Regions from separate parts of the Capsicum annuum genome. Here all the other regions are linked to region 3. A link is a contact called in public Hi-C data. All regions are on one chromosome and are shown on one strand. The core of a region is the stretch at or near the end of the contact, and the rest is flanking DNA. Distances in the headings are between cores, read along the strand shown. Region 1 holds the start of LOC107873198 (1-aminocyclopropane-1-carboxylate oxidase homolog 1). Region 2 overlaps LOC107873197 (a long non-coding RNA gene). Region 3 holds the start of LOC107873195 (phosphoenolpyruvate carboxylase kinase 1).

The links. A called contact is a pair of places that touch in the nucleus more often than the background predicts.
Region 1: a Hi-C map of leaf shows a contact between it and region 3, with 2.4 times the contacts expected there. The contact joins the promoter of LOC107873198 here to the promoter of LOC107873195 in region 3. A contact is called at or near these places in 2 of 5 Hi-C or Micro-C datasets (leaf and placenta).
Region 2: a Hi-C map of leaf shows a contact between it and region 3, with 2.5 times the contacts expected there. The contact joins the enhancer-like site here to the promoter of LOC107873195 in region 3. A contact is called at or near these places in 2 of 5 Hi-C or Micro-C datasets (leaf and placenta).

What each region holds. Positions count from the first base shown.
Region 1 is chr6:139,647,384-139,650,141 of UCD10Xv1.1, reverse strand. It overlaps LOC107873198 (1-aminocyclopropane-1-carboxylate oxidase homolog 1), which reads right to left and starts at 1,308. Exons shown (of 3, transcript XM_016719945.2): 1 at 1-1,308. The coding sequence starts at 298.
Region 2 is chr6:139,776,666-139,779,365 of UCD10Xv1.1, reverse strand. LOC107873197 (a long non-coding RNA gene) reads left to right here. Exons shown (of 2, transcript XR_001675168.2): 2 at 515-1,055. Among protein-coding and RNA genes, the nearest start is that of LOC107873197, 4.0 kb to the left of the region's middle. Within about 2 kb of position 1,340, at least 3 of the 5 cell types and tissues checked have an H3K27ac peak or open chromatin away from gene starts, as enhancers often do. A contact at or near this core is called in leaf, where this site is marked.
Region 3 is chr6:140,136,039-140,138,961 of UCD10Xv1.1, reverse strand. It overlaps LOC107873195 (phosphoenolpyruvate carboxylase kinase 1), which reads right to left and starts at 1,393. Exons shown (of 3, transcript XM_016719943.2): 1 at 999-1,393; 2 at 327-765. The coding sequence starts at 1,343.

The DNA of each region.
Region 1 (2,758 bases), core at 59-2,558, 490 kb after region 3:
CATGATTGACCACTTGAAAGAAACCCCACACTTCCGATGCATCACGGATCTTTTCAACGATCTCCTTACGTTGAACTGGATCTTTACTGATGACATCTAAGTCTATAACAGGAATATTTAATTGGGTTTTTTCAGGATCATTTGGACATGCCTTAGTATATGCATCTTCTGGGGTGTAGAAAATTTTTGGGACTTTTGTAACTCCTGCATCAACTAGACCTTTGACACCAGCTCGTGTGTTATCAAAAGCTATTAATTCACTTGTTCTGTCATAGCTATGTTCATCTGTGACAACCATTTTCTTTTTATCTGCTAGAGAAATCAAAGCTCAAACCGGAGAAGAAAGGAAGTACCACTAAATGATAAAAGACTTTTATTTTATTTTATGAAGTCAAAGCATGGGATCATTTTCTAAGGTGGAATTGTTAGACTATATAATTGTTTAATTTTACTCCCCCTTATACTTTTGACTATTTATACTGCTGCCATTAGTGAAAGTTCTAAATTTATCCCTCATTTGACAGAACAAACATGTGGCACACTCTAAAAGGTAAAACCCAATCTACCACTTAAAAAAACATATCTGAACCAAAATCCGTTCGATCCAGATCCTTATCACTCACTACCATTTTCATTATACCCAAGTCTCAAACTCATGGAAGATAACTCGCGATTCGATGTGTCAACTCATGAAAGATAACCCGCGATTCGATCCAGATACTTATCACTCACGATCATTTTCATTACTCAAGTCTCAACTCATGAAAGATAACCCACTTTCATATCTCCATTTCCTTCTTCCTCCCTCCCCTTGAAGAAGCTATTGTTGGCGATAATGTTAAAGGGAACGGCGGCGGATGTGGGTGACATGTAGTTAATTAATCACCAAAGAATCCCACGAGATGATGACTATTGTAGAACTTAGTTTGAAGGGAAGATTATTGGGTATAGTTAGATTGATGGCATGATGCTCGACTTAGTGACTATATCTGTCTACAAACCAATTTTCTATCTTTACTCATAGCTTTGGAGATACATAGATAAAAAATAGCAACAAATTATGGTGATCATAAATACTTAGTTGATGTGGGTGACATAAATTAATCTCTAGATAATTTAGAACATATAGCGATGAATAATATTATGAGTTTTAGTCAAAGGGAAATTGTTGGGTGTGAAAACAAAATTATGGATAGATAGCTGAAAAGATGAAAAAAAGAAGATACATATAAGGTGGTGTTGAAATTATTGGAGTTTGGTTCAAAGGGATGATATCATAATATGTTAAAAGTATTTTAAAAATGTTTTAGCTTAACCATTAGTATCGGAGCCAATGGGTAGGTATATAGATGACAAATTGATGGCATTCGGGTCCTAACTTTATCTGTAGTTTTGGAGACACATGCAAAAAAATGAAGTAATGGACTTCGGTGATCATGGATACTCTATTAATGAATAAAGTCTTATATTGCGTAGCTCAAAAGAAAAAAAGAAGTTACATATAAAGTATAGTTAAAAATTATGGAGTCTTGACCCAAATTGGACATATCGCACCATGTTAAAAATAATTTTGAATTATTTTAATCCAAACACTGATATCAGAGTCGAAGATTCTATGAGACAAGTATAGAGATGACATAATGATGACATTCATGGCCCTAGCTCGGTGCCTTTGCCCGTCTACGCTACGATTCAATTTACTACCTTTATCTATAGCTTTAATTTGGAGACATATACACAAAAATAAAGTAGTGGACTTTGATGACCATAAATATTCGATTGATGTGAGTTGCATACAGTTAATCTATACTATATTAAAAGTATGATAATCTTAGAAAAGTGATTTGAACTTTTTGCAATAGACAACATCATTTTTTTACCCTTGTTTCTTTAGATTATTTAATAATTAATTTGTAAAATAAAATTAAAAAATAGTGACCTACTCAGTCCTATTACACTATATTTGGATGATGGTTTCCCACGGTATGGTATGGTATGGTATGGTATTCTATTAATAGTCTGGTTGGGATTACTTGTTTCTTCAAAAAAATATTTTTTTAAAGAAAAAATACTTTTTTTTAAAAGAAGGGTGTTTGATAAAATTGCAAAAGTGTTTTTAAATTAAGCAGAAACAATTTTTATACTTTTGAAAGAAGCAGAAAATTATTTTTTTTCATTATAAAAATATCTATCATTTATACACAGCACACGCGCGCACATACACAGGCCAAAGGCATCGATAGACACTCAAACTTGTTGTCAAAATTCACTTAGAAACCTAAACTAAGGCCTGTTCCTATCAGGCCCCTAAACCATCCACATTTTGTTTCAATTGAACATTTTTTGCCTACATGGCACTACACGTGTTTTTCACTCACTAGAGGCGCGTGAAGCATGATTTTTTGCCTAAATAATAAATAAAAACATGCCAAGTGGCACTGACGGCTCAAGTTTTTTTAATAATAGAATAAATAATATTTTTAATTAAAAAACTTATATTTAAATTATTTTATTAAATTTAATTATTATAACTTCTTAATTATTTTTTAAAAAGGAAACCCCCCTTCTTCGTCGTCTTCTTTATACCCACCCGCCCCTATTGTCTTCTTAAAAAAAGTCATCGTCTTCTTCTTATCTTCTTTCTCTCCGTCTTCTTGATCCCACTACAAGTCATCCAAAACGCAAATCAATTTCCCTTCTTTAATTCATCAATTTCCAATTATGAAACTCATAATCAAGAATCTTCGAACTAATGTTT
Region 2 (2,700 bases), core at 91-2,590, 360 kb after region 3:
CTTAATGAAAAAAAGTAAAATAACTTCTTATAGACTTAGAAAATACAAATACAAAAGTAGAAACAATAATTGGACTACAGAATGTGACTGTACTATAAGGTCTTAATTGAATTGACCAAGCAAACTCGAATTGATGTAACATAAAAATGGGTCATTCTTTTTTGTATAATTATTTAGCAAATAATTATATCTTTATTTCTCTTGCAACTTATTAATTTATAATTTAGATCAAGGTCTAAAGTTTTATTTTTGAACAAACTGGAAATTTTAGGATAGAATATTAGTAGAGAGAAATGAGTAAAATTGGATAACTGTCACTACAGTGCTAACTAACTAACTCTGGGATTGTTCTAACTAACTTTGGGACACATGAACAGTGCTAACTATAATTATTTTTTGAAATTAACTTGCAATCCATGCCGCTAATTCGATTATGTCATAAATTCTTTCCTTGACCTTCTAATCTCTTCTCAATTGCATAAACTTCCATCAAAGTGTTTGCTTGTGTCTTTAGGAACAGGTGATACTAGAAGTCCTGGAAGTTCTGGCAAAGGAGGTAGCCTTGGGAGAGGTGGAATCAAAACACCTAGTGGATCTTGAATTGGTGGGTAAAATGTAGGTTGGGATTTGAAATTGCAGACTTTTGAAGATATGTTGATTTCTTTTTAGTACTTTGGATGCTTGGCTTTTGGCTGCAAAGATTTTGCTAATTGAGAGGTTTGAAAGTAAAGATACCAGCAGAGAATATGTGTCCTTTTTTCTCTTGACTTGAGATGAAGAGAAGGTTAAGTTGATGTCGACGCAATAGCACAACACGGCTCGCTGCTCTTAATCAGTTTCACAAAACATGCCTTGATTTTCTTGACATGTTTTGCTTATATATATGTATGAGAATATTAATATTTATTGTCATATCATATTTATTGGGCCCGTGAACGCACGGACATCCATCGTCTAGTATGCTAATGTTTATTAGTCACCAAGAGTGTGAATAAAAGATGTTACCATTAAAAATATTTTTCTGAAAAATAAATGAATGCTTACTTATTTTCTTATGTTTGCTTGGTGAATAAAAGATATTTTTTAAAAATATGTTCTAATATTTGATTGGTGAATGAAAAATATTTTTTAGAAATAATTGTGATTATAGAGAAAGAGACATGGATTTAGTTACCTTAAATACAAGGACGCGTTCTTTATAATTGCTAGGCATAAAAAAACCACTGTTTTTCAGTCAAATAAAATTTTAGTATTTTCCCCCTAAAATGTTATACTAGTCAATTAAGTGGATATATAGTATTGTGGTAATGACTGTTCCACTTCTTACTTTTATTTTAATTTAATTAGAAAATCAAATTTTGTAACGTCTACATCAAAAATAATGAAATTACCTTAAGTACAAGTGTCTTTGCCATAACAAGATTACTTCTGAAATGATGCAATCAAGAAATTAAGTGAGCGTTTGATCATGAAAATAAAAAAACACTTCACTTTATTTGAAATTTTTAATTTGAAGTTGAAGTTATGATTGATCATATTTTTTACATTAAATATTTAAAATTTAAATATATTTTTAAAACAAATATAAAATATCATTTAAATAAAATAATTATATGAAAATAAAAAAAAAATTAGACTAGTTGAAATGGTCAAACAAAGATTAAACAAAACTAAAGAAGAAATTAAGTTAAAACTAACTATGTGCATGCCCAGGGGATTGGGGATATAATCGCAGTTTTGTTGGGCGCGGGGTGGGTGCAGTAATGAATCTCAGGCCTCTAGCACCCAGATGTTTTTATTGAGAGTTGTTTGTAGACTCTTTTTTGTCTGGAAAATGACTTATTTGGGTTATTGGTTAAGTCATTTTTCACAAATTATATTTTAGAAATATAAGTTGTCCATGTTAACCCCACACTCTCACTATATGCTTTAATAAAGACAAAATAATAAACAAATATCTTGTAGGATGCACTGAAGATACAGAAGATTAAACGAGATTCAAGAATCGATTCAAGATATCCAAGAATATCTTGCAAAAGGAAGAAAGCATCCAATAGCAAGATGATCGATGCTAAACTTGGGAACAGTATCAATCATGGAACCTACTGGCTCCCTGAATCAATCACCACAGTAGCAAAAAGAAAGAAGACTGCATCTCTTATATGGATATATCTGATATGAACGTGTATGGATGTGATAAGAATATTATCATATATGGATATATCAAATATGGACATACTATATAGTATCATCCCTCAATCAAGGAACCAATTCAAATCCATGATTGAGACGAAATCTCTTGGGTTTCCTTATGAAGAAAAGAAGTTGGAGCAGCTGAAGAGTATAAAAGAAAAGGACTGAGGATCGAAGCACTCATGCAAGTGCAAGAAAATACCTTAGTGTGTCTTAATCTTAGTCTCCATAAAACTTTGTACTTCTTAAAGTTCACAATAGTTACATAAGAGCAAGATCGGGTCAACTTTCTATTGAGGCTATGTCACAATATCTGAAAACCAAAATAGGTTTTAGAACTTATTTACTATTCATGTACTTGACTCCACTTTGAAAAGATCTAAGGAAACTTTGAAACCCAAGGGGACTGAAAGTAGGCACCACATTGATGTTCCGAACTAGGATAAATCTTTGCATTCTTATTTTCAATTATTTATCTTCTTGCTTATTTGCTTAAATCTAATCTTC
Region 3 (2,923 bases), core at 144-2,643:
TAATTATAAAATTTCAATCCGTTCACCAACCGTTTATCCGAGAAGCTAACACCAATAAGCCGATAAGTCAATTTTACGGTTGGCTTATTGAATACAATTTGATTTTAAACCGTCCTAGATTCCGATAGATCCTCAGCTTAAATCAATAATTGTATAACAAATACAAAAGATAAGTGCAAAATAAACTACCAGCTAGCAACAAGTGAAGAAGTATTTATTATTTGAGAATATTGGTCAATAGTCAAATTGATAGTCAGTTGACCGGAGATCACAAAAATTCAAAAGAGGAAATAACTAAAGGCAGAACAGATGGTGTTAGTACTTACTAAGAACTTGTTCGGCAGAGAATCTTCTAGAAACATCTTTACATAGCATTCTCCGAAGCAAATCCTTCGCCGCCGGCGTTACTGAATTGAAGATCCTAGTCGGAAACCTAAGGTTCGCTCTGAGCACAGCCTCAAAGATCTCCGTCGCCGATTCACCGTAAAACGGCGGCACTCCGGCAAGCATTATATACATAATAACACCAGCACTCCAAATATCAACCTTCTCACTGTAGTTTCTCCCAGCTAACACCTCCGGTGCCACGTAATACGGCGTCCCTACTACGCCGCTTATCAGCTGTCCCTCACGGAAACACTCAGCCGACCCAAAATCAGCCAATTTCAGCTCGTTTGAGTCGTTGAATAAAATGTTATCCGGCTTGATGTCCCTGTGTGCTACGCCGAGAAGGTGACAGTGCGCTATTGCCTTCATTAGTGGTACCTATACAGATAGTATATACCAAAAATTATCAGTCACAATGATAAACAAAAATCAAAAAGTTTTTCAAATTCTACTTCGCTTAGCTTTACAATTTACTTCCTCCTCCAATTTTCGAAAATTCAACAAGGTGCCGCTTCGTAGATCGTTCCGATTCAAGCCATTTTACGAAGCAAAACTAAAATTTCCCCATTTTGGTCAGCAACGAGTGAGATTTTGGTGATCTGAAACAGTACCATGACATCGACAGCTTCGGACTCGGAGAACACTGATCGACTACTGAGGCGTTGAAACAAATCGCCGGCGTTGCATAGCTCTAAAACCATATCAAGGTGAACATCATCCTCATAGATATCGAAGATACGAACAATGTTCGGATTCGGCGAAAGCAAGTGCATAATTTTCGCTTCGTTGTAAAGGCATTGGCGATCTATATCATCATCGGCGATGAGACGTTTATCAATAGACTTGACGGCAAATGGCTCACCGGTTGCCAGCGAGTAACACTTGAAAACGGTACCGAATTTGCCCCTACCCAACTCTTCGCAGACACAATAATTTCGCTTTAGTGAGTCGCTCATTCCGTTTGTTTTGTTTTTTTCCTACTTTTTTGACTTGTGTTGAGAAGGGTTGGTCAGTTTTATAGACAGTAGACAAGTAGAAGTAGAAAGGGGAGTAGGAATTTTATGGGAGAATATTCGGTTGAGGGTATTGACCAATGAGATACAGCCATTTGGAGATATTAACGGCGTTACCTCTCACGGAAGATTACCATCTTATAACGGAAGATTTATACTCCCTCCGTTTAAAAAAGAACGACCTACTTTGACTTAGTATAAAATTTAAAAAAATAAAGAATCTTTTGAATCTTGTGGCCTTATGTGTGTGTTTGGTATGATGGAAAACATTTTCCATGTTTTCTTGAAAAATATTTTCCTGGAAAATAAGTTGGTTTTCTACTTATTTTCTCATATTTGGTTGGTGAGTGAAAAATATTTTTCAAAAAATATTTGATGGTGTTTGGTTGGTGAGTAGAGAATATTTTTTAGAAAAATATTTTCTAGTGTTTGATTGGTGAGTGAAAAAATATTTTTTAGAAAATACTACTAACTGTTAACTAGTATATCAGTGCCTCTAACAACTCAACAATTTGTAAGAAATAATTTAAGCATAACAAATAATATCAATATCGAATTCTAAAATACTACCATTACTAAATTTAATCAAATTAGTTATTTCTATTTATTGTAGTATCAGTGCCTCTATTGATTGTAGTATCTAAATAATAAATATTTTTTAATATTTGTCATTTCATAAAAATAATGCATATTAGTTATTTATTTTCACTTTTATCATTATTAATAAATAAATAAAAAATATTAATATAATGCAAAAAAGAGAAGTATTTAATAAAAATGAGTAATAAATAAGGACAATTTAGTTAAATTACCTTCTAGTTAATGTTTTTCTTAAGGGGTGTGCAATTTAAAAATGTAACAAGTAAATAGAAACAGAGGAAGTATATGCTTTCTCCGTCACAATTTATATAGGGCTTGTTTGAAAAGTCATCCTAGGAATTGGATTTGGTGTAATAAGGTATAATAACACTGTTTGATATGTTTGGTTAACCAGCTAATTACTTGGTCAATAGGTAATTAGGTGTAATTGGCATAAGGTAATTACACTCCAATTAAAATGAGGGGATTGTAAATTATTGGTAATTACATGATATAATTACAAACTAGTACCTTTTTAATTTTTTCCTTTAATTTCTATTTTTATTTTCTAATTTTAATTATTTTTTATTTCTATTATCCAAATTATTTTTATTATTCTAATATTTTAAAAAATATTTTTATTGTATATTATTTATATTTCATTTCCTTCTCATTTCCCAACTTTTATTTCTTGTGATTCTATGCAATTGTTCATATTATCTATTTTTTAAAAATTTATTTTACGTTTACCTTTTACATTTAGCATAATTTTATTAATATTTTAATTTTTAAATTAAAGTAAAATTCACTATTGAATAAGGTTATGACTTATGTTTTTCTTTTATTTTGAATTATATGTATGCCATTATATTGAAATTTTACATAAGAGTATTGTCACGATCCGATTTTTCGAGTCATGTTGACACATACTTTGCCCCACTAAT